Regions from separate parts of the Sus scrofa genome. Here region 2 is linked to region 1. Evidence: chromatin contacts called from public Hi-C data. All regions are on one chromosome and are shown on one strand. Each heading gives the region's core, a stretch centred on a gene start, on an enhancer-like site or on the middle of the called end of the contact. The rest is flanking DNA. Distances are from core to core; before and after follow the strand shown. Region 1 holds the start of BTRC (F-box/WD repeat-containing protein 1A). Region 2 holds the start of MGEA5 (protein O-GlcNAcase).

Region 1 (4,122 bases), core at 1,059-3,558:
AAACTTGCAGGTAGTAATTTCAGTATAAATTAGTTTTCTTTCCTTTTTTCTTTTGCTTTTTAGGGCCACCCCAAAGCATGTAGAAATTTCTAGTCTAGAGGTCCAATCAGGGCTGTAGCTGTGGGCCTACATCACAGCCACAGCAACACCAGATCCAAACCTCATCTGTGACCTACACCACAGCTCATGGCAACACCAGATCCCTAACCCACTGAGGGAGGCCAAGGATGGAATCTGCGTTTTCATGGATGCTGGTCAGATTCGTTAACTGCTGAGCCACAATGGGAACTCCCTTTTTTTTCCTTTTCCTTTTTTCTTTTTTTTGAGTCTCAATTTTGCAGTAGTGTAGAACTTTTTTTTTTCTTTCTGTTTTCAGGGCCATACCTGCGGCGTATGGATGTTCCCAGGCTAGGGGTCCAATTGGAGCTACAGCTGCCAGTCTACACCACAGCCACAGCAAAGCAGGATCCAAAACGTGTCTGTAATCTATACCACAGCTCATGACAATGCCAGATCCTTAACCCACTGAGTGAAGCCAGGGATCGAACCTGCATCCTCATGGATACTAGTCAGGTTTGTTTCTGCTGTGCTGCAATGGGAACTCCCAGAACACTTTTTTTTTTTTTTTTTTTTTTTTTTCTTTTTAGAGTCGCACCTATGGCATAGGGAGATTCCCAGGCTAGGGGTCAAATCAGAGCTACAGTTGCTGGCCTACACCAATAGCCATAGCAACACCAGATCCGAGCCGCGTCTGCGACCTACACCACAGCTCATGGCAATGCCAAATCCTTAACCCACTGAGAGAGGCCAGGGATTGAACCTGAAACCTCATGGTTCCTAGTGGGATTTGTTTTTGCTACGCCACGACAGGAACGCCAGTGTAAAACTTTTTATTAATGGAAAGCCTGTTATGTATTAGGTTTTGTGCCAAGTTCTTTGGATATAGGGATGACTAGGACAAAGTAGCAACATACTAGAAATAGAAGTTCCACAAGACTGGCTCTAATGTGTTCACTAATGAAAGTCCATTTCTTGGCGTAATGTCTGCACATGGTTATGTGCTTACTGTTTGTTGAATGAATAAAATAGTTTACAATAGAAAATTTCCCTAAAACTGAAAAGGAATTTCTCTAATTCACTTACTTTACGAACTCAGATTTTTGTACGCGTCTGTCACTTTTAGCCCAATTCTAGTGTTGTTATTTTCATTTTACTGCCACACCTGTGGCACATGGAAGTTCCTAGGCTAGCGGTCAAATTGGAGCTGCAGTGGCAGGCTTATGCTACAGCTATAGCAACACCAGATTCCAGCTGCATCTCCAAACTACACCACGGCTTGTGCCAATGCTGGATCCTTAACCCACTGAGTGAGGCCAGGGATCAAACCTGTATCCTCAGGGACACTATGTCAGGTTCTTAACCTGCTAAGCCCCATGGGAACTCCTCTAGGGTTTTTTCAACGGAGGGTAAACCCAATTTCCAAAATAAATGTCTCTTTTAAGGCCAAAATAAATACTTACATGCTTTATTTTCTGGATAGCCATTATAATCCACCATTAAAGGCTTTTTTCAGAGTTCCAACCGTGGCTCAGAGGGTTAAGGATCTGTCCTTGATGCAGTTGTGGCTTAGGTTGCAGCTGCAGCTGGGATTTGATCCCTGGGCTGGGAACTTCCACATGCTGGGAGTGCAGCCACAAGCGGGAGTGGGGGTGGTTTTATAAGTATCTGTTAAACCCTTAATGCGGGGCTTACATCTCAGGGTTAGTAGTAGCTGAGCATACTTTCTGAGCATTAAACACGGAGAATTTCCTGAGCAGAGTTCTATTTGGCCCTGACTTGCTGTGGGTTAGAATAAGGCGATAGAAGCGCAGGCAAAGCCTCAGGAGGACCTCGAAATTCTTCATTGGTATATGAGGTGCTACTAGGTGCCCACAGGCCCAACTGCCTCTGGGTGGATATCCATCCCGCAAACGCCGGGTATATGAAATGTGTGGTTGTCCAGTTCTCTACAACCACAGTTAGGGAGGTCCTAGGACCACTGTCCTCTGAGGTTTTTTCCCCAGTATTTGGGCTACAGGCGAGGTGCTGATCGCCATCTTGATGTCAACTGCCAGGCAAGACACTGGCGTCGCTCTGTAACCACGGAGACACCCACATTTCCCCCTACCCCTGTTTCCCAACGGTGGAAGCTATGAACTACGATTCCCATCCGCTGACTCTCTCTCTACTTGACCGCGAGTTGTCTGGAGGTCGGCCACCGCGACCTCACCGCAGTGTATCTCGGGAGTTGGAGTTCGCGGTGTGACCTCAGTTCTTGCCGGGGCAAACTTCAGAACTACAAATCCCGTGAGCCAGGGGCACGCACGCGCACGGAACAGTCAGTCCTCCTTGCCCCCCTCCGCCTGAGCCTGAGAGCTAAGAGGGCGGGGGGAAGGAAGAGGAGGCGGGATCCCGGCGCTGCGTTGGCTGCGGCCTGGCATCAAGGGGGCGGCCCCGGAGGAGTGCAGACCCAGTGGCCCCTGGCGATTATGGACCCGGCCGAAGCGGTGCTGCAGGAAAAAGCGCTCAAGTTTATGGTGAGGAGAAGGTGCAGAGCAGGGAACGGCAGAAGCGGGGGTTTTGGCAGCGTCTCTGAGGCTGGGGCCTGGGCCTCCTGCCTGCTGGAGGAGGGGGCAGCGGGACCTGGGCAGAGGCCGGCGGCGGGGGCGACTGAAGGGACGGGACGGGCGCTCCTGAGAGGCAGGAGGGGATTGCAGAGAGGACCCGGGGGTGGGGGCAGCAGCTCCGCCATCTTGTGGATGAGAGGCCAAGTGACAGCGGGAGCTTAATCGGGGAGGGGGCTCTGGGCGGCGCGCGGGGCCCTGGAGGGAAAGGGGCGTGGGGACAGTTACTGGAGGGCGGAGGAGCAGAAGGAGAGACGCCGTGCGGCCGCTGGCTGGGCCTTCCCGGTGTCAGGGATACGGGTAAGGCCCAGAAGAGGTGCATTTGGGAGTGGAGAAGGGGCAGTGCGGGACCGTGGGAGGAAAGATACTGGGAGTGGGAGGTGGGTGGGAACGGGCAGGGCTGGATGCTGATGGATCTAAGGGTAGAGAGAACCAGGGCTGGTGGGAAACTTGTAGTTTTGTAGAATGAGGTGGGAGAGATAGCCTTTCCCTTCAGGGTGCAATCCCTGCTTGGCCAAACCAATGTTGACAAACTCTGGAAAGGACTAGGCCTTACTTAAGAAGAAAAGAACTGGGTATGGGGATCTAGTCTCTGGGTAAAGGAAAGGGGGTGTTGACTATGAGCCAGAATTACAAATGTCAGGAAAGGGGCTCTGTCGTCTGGTTTGAAAGGAGGGGCGAGAAGAGATTCATTGGTTAGGGAAACCTGCGTACAGGAGATCTAATAGGGTAAAATAAAATTTACCCTACATTGTAAATTGTGCTAAATTTAGAAACAGTAAAAGGACCGTGTGCTGTATCACTTTCTGGGAAAGGAAAAGCCATGGAGATTAGAATCCAAACCCATAAGAAGTGATGAGATCAGTGGAGAAATTCAGGAGATAAAAAAGGGAATGCAGGTAGTGGGAAATGGGAGATGTCAGGAATGGTAGTTACTTCTGAGTTTTAGATTGAAGTATGCTATGAACTTGGATTTTGTGACTGTGCCTATGAAGCATACTGTGAACTTGGATTGAATTTTGTGGGTGTGTTTAAATCCTTTGGAATCTAGTTCTTTAACTTTATATCTTGCTTTTCTTCTTTTGATATGTACGTTTGGCAAATTTGTATAGTCTGATAATTTGATGCTTTTACTCTGATGCTTCATTTGTATATCCTAGGTGTAAAACCAGACTTTGTGGTTATAGCTAAAAATTGAAGGGATGCATAGACTTCTATCTTAACAGTTGTCCATAGGGACATTAATATTATTTGCATCTTGCTTTTTCAGAAGTAATTGTAACCTGTCACTACCAATTTTATTTCTTAAATTAGATGGTGGTTATTTTGTGTCTTTATTTGAGATAGCAAAACAAATCTGAACAAACATGGACACTAACTTAATTGAATTTAAGCTTTAAACTGCCCCATTTACAAGAATACTTTTTCACAGCCTGGTCAAGCTTACTATAACTTTATT
Region 2 (4,122 bases), core at 1,063-3,562, 450 kb after region 1:
ATTTCTGAAATGTAACAATGCACTCAGTAACAGAATGGTTACTCTACACCACAAAGTCAATGACAGGCCAAAGAAAAATTCCCTACATACTAATGTATGAAACTGTAGCACTTTCAATCTTGACAATTCAATGTTACTCTTACAGGTAATTTCAAATACTAGGTAAATTTTACAAGTCTTTATAGCTTTCCCACAACCCTTAGCATTAACATTTTTCTCTTAAGGAGCTAGCCATTGAACATTCCTTTAGAGGTGCTTCAACATTTTATTTTTTGTACATTTATTATTATTAAATATAGTTGACTTACAAAGCTTCTACATTAAATTTTTTTTCAACTGTCCAACATTTTAATCTTCAGAAGCCCTAAAGTTGCTCTTTTAGAGTCAGATTCATGGTTTCATCAATTGGCACCACAAAGAGGAAGCAATGCTGTTAGACAACAGTTAAAAATCATGTTTTCATAAACACCAACTCTAGTCAAATACATAAGTAGTTTTCCCCAAAATTTCGCAAGACAGTTAAAACTTTACTGAACTGTTTCATCCCTTACCATAGATGCAAATTAGTCTGCTCTTTCCTACAATTAAACTTTATCTGAAATACCATAACCACCACTCATTTTTCAAACTCATCTTTCACCACTCTATGCCAAAGCTCTCAACTGAGAAAACAAACCTTCTTTCCGTTTCCACGTTTTTATAGAGACCATTTTTTTTTTAACAGTGCTACTCTTATGCATACCATTACATACAGTAGACAACTAATAAAGTATACAGCTAGGAAACACTGGGTCAGACAAAATACTTCCTAAATTCAAATACATGCTGCACTCCAGGGGAAAAAAAAAAAGAAACTTATTGATGCTTCCATAGAATGCAGAGCAGAACATTTGTCCATTACATTCACAAATTGTGATGCAATCTTCTGCTCATTCTCTCCAGCCCCCCCGAAGAAAAGTCCATCATTCTTTTTAAAGGGAAATGGAAAGGAATAAGGTGAGAAGGGCAATTTTAAATCTCCTCTGCAGTCACTAAACCAAAATTCTGTTATCTCAGATATTATTAAAATCAAAGCTTCATCCTTCAGAGGCAAGGCACAGCAGCTGGCAAATGGCAGCTTTCTAGGCTGCAAATAAATCTCCAAAGCGTGAGGGGTAGAGACTGGCCAGCAAAGCTCTAACCAAAAAGCAATGTGTAAAACTATATAACCCAACGGTGCTTCTCTTCCCTCCACGACAACTATCACACCTGTACGGGTAGTCTTTTTCCCAAAGGGTGGGGACAGCAACACTATACACGTCTTTCCGTGTGAACCCAAACCATCGTAGGGAATAAGATCCCAAGATACAAAGATGTATATATAACTCAGAGCCTAAGACTAGGCTCCTTACGCCGCCTCCGTTGGAGCATGCCTGGCTCCAAGCCCAAAGCGGGTGGGGTCAGAATTGTTAATAGCCAGAGGGCAACTCGACGCCGCCTGAGAACCCGAGACCAGCTCTCCGTCTCCCCTCTCCCCTCGTTTCAGCAAGGTCACATTTCAGATCCAAAGAATAATCTCCTTTTAGAGCCCCCTCTAAAACACTGCCGCCACCTGCCTCACGAGAAAAGAACGTGTTAGAACTAGAGCGAAGAGGGAGGAAGGGCGCTCTTGCCCAGCCCGCGCCAGACCGCTCACCTTCCACCACGCCACATAGGAACCTCCGAGCCCCGCCTGCCGCCCCGGCCACCACGGCTCCCCCGGCCCCGGTTGGATTGTCTTCTCCGGGGGCTGGAGCTGCAGGCGGCTCCAACGATGACCCCGCGGAGGCGGCAGGATTGGAGTTGAGCTCGCTCTCCCGTTCCTCCAGCGCCGCCTGGCTCTCCTTCTGCACCATCCTCCTGCCCCTGGCCGCCGCCACCTCTGCAGGTCCTCCTCGGCCTCCGTCCGTTGGGCCGCCGGCCCGGAGCCCTACAGAGGGCCTCGGCTCCAAGCGCGCGCCCCTCCGGTTCCTTCCCCTCCCCCCCTCTGCCCTTCCCCCTCCCTCTCCGCAGAGACCCGAATGCCCGGATGAGAAGGGCGGCGGCACCAGCGCGAGCCCTTTGTCAGCCGCTGCCTCAGCCTAAACTGGCGAGTCGGAAACCTAAGCGGAGAACGAAGCCGCGACCTCTCGTTCCCTGGACCAAGGCCCCTTTTCTCGTTCTCAGTTAGCTTCCGACGCCCTTCGGATAATCCTAGTTCTTTCGCTACCTCCTCCCGAAGCCCCTGTGTCTCCTCTGCCGCCGCCTATACCACCCGCTTCCTGTTTATCCGCACTGCGCCTGCGCTGGAGACCGGCTCAGACCGGTCCCTTCAGCCCGGATCCCCCTCCTTCTTTTGGGCCAGCCTATTGAGCTCCATTCGGTAGGGGGAAGTGGAACAGAAAAGACACCAAAAGCAGAAGGTAATGAAGGTAGTGGAATGTACCATTTAGGCTAGCCACCCTCCAGAACGAGCCAGGCGCCCTGGAACGGACCATTACCCCACCCGAAGAAGGGGAGTATGGGAGGAGGCTGCACCCGGTCGGGGCAATAAGACCAGGGCGGGGCGGGGGTGGGGGAAGAAGGTGGAAAAAAAAAAAAAAAGTGTTTACTCTCTCAATGCGCAGGCGCGGAAACGAAGCCTCTGGTTCTTAAAGAGATAGAAAGAAACTGACCTATTTTCTACAGATATTCTTCTAATGAGTTGGCTCATTACATCAACCCGACCCAGACTCGGTTTTGTGAAGACAGCACTCCAAGAAGCTCAGCTCACCCCTCTGCCTTGAAACATTTCCCCCTTCAGGTTGGCACTGACCCCTTTTAAAAATTAGATCATTCGTTCATTCCTTCATTCGGCAGACACCAATTGAGCTTGCCTCATGCTGGCCTCTTGGGCTCCTGTGAGCTCACAATTTGGTGGTACAGGCAAACGAGTACACACACTGTCTCCACACGTTGTACCCAAGTGATGTGGAAACTCCGAGAAGAGACCAATTTCATCTTCCTTTTGGGGAGAGGCAGTGGCCATGGCTTCACTTTTGAGCTGGGTCAAAAAGGATAAATAGGAGTTAGCCAGACCGAGTTGGGGTGAAGAGAAGAGAAAAGGGCACTCTAGGCATGTGGAAGAGAGTACAAGTGTAGGGAGGGGGAAAAAGGCCTGGCCCTTTGGGAAATGGGGAGTGTGGAGTGTGTGTAAGGGAGAAGTGAGGGCCCTTGGGCCTCAGTATAAACATCGTTTCCTTGGGAAAGCCTTCCCTCAACCCTCAGTGGGCTTGGGTCCCCTTGCTATATTTCTCAGCTCCCTTTGGTTCCGTCATAATGCACTTGATTTGAGAGAGCTGCAGCAACATGCGAGGTATAAATGTGAAATAAGCTCTCGATCTGATTATTAAGACTTGGTATTATTGTTCATCTTATACTTCAGTCTCACGCTAGACTCCTCCAGGGGTAGCCCAACTTGTAGCTCCACAGAGTCTTACAGTCTCTCTTCTTTTTCTTCCTAAAGTGTTGAGATGGAGGTTAGGAGCAAACATTTTCTCAGGGGATCTCCTGTGATGACACCTTGGGGCCATAGTAACTTCACTGGATATAATGGTCCTTTGGGGGATCTGGAAATTATCATTCTAGCTCACCCCACCTCCCTCAGTCTCATGACACCTTCCTCTTTGCTTCACATCTCACACTATGGCAACTGCTAGCAAGTCATCATCCACAACTTTATCTACTCTCCATAGTCCACACTCTGGGGTCTATGACCTGAGCATACCTTCTCAAACTTTCAAGGGCAGTTCTGGCCACACACTCTCTCTCTGTACCACACGTCTACCCCCCAGCACCTACAACAGGAACCAGAGCTTAGTAGGCCTATGATAAATACTTGTGCAATGGATGAGATAGGGTCCTGCTCTCACAAAGAGGAACCAGAGCTTAGTAGGCCTATGATAAATATTTGTGGAATGAATGAGATAGGGTTCTGCTCTCTCTTACATTCTGGTTGGAGAAACAGACAATAACAAATTCAGTACATACACAGGAACTCAGTTTGCGTTAATGCTGTGAAGGGAGGAAATCTACCAATATGGTAAAAAGTAATCACACAATCAATTTTTTTTTTTTTTTTTTTGG

Evidence for each region. Hi-C and Micro-C count contacts between places; a contact is called where the count stands out from the background.
Region 2: a Hi-C map of liver shows a contact between it and region 1, with 4 times the contacts expected there. The contact joins the promoter of MGEA5 here to the promoter of BTRC in region 1. A contact is called at or near these places in 1 of 5 promoter capture datasets (liver) and 1 of 47 Hi-C or Micro-C datasets (liver).

Annotation. Positions count from the first base shown.
Region 1 is chr14:112,396,456-112,400,577 of Sscrofa11.1, forward strand. BTRC (F-box/WD repeat-containing protein 1A) reads left to right here and starts at 2,309. Exons shown (of 16, transcript XM_021072708.1): 1 at 2,309-2,576. The coding sequence starts at 2,529.
Region 2 is chr14:112,848,903-112,853,024 of Sscrofa11.1, forward strand. MGEA5 (protein O-GlcNAcase) reads right to left here and starts at 2,313. Exons shown (of 16, transcript XM_003483548.4): 1 at 1,676-2,313. The coding sequence starts at 1,874.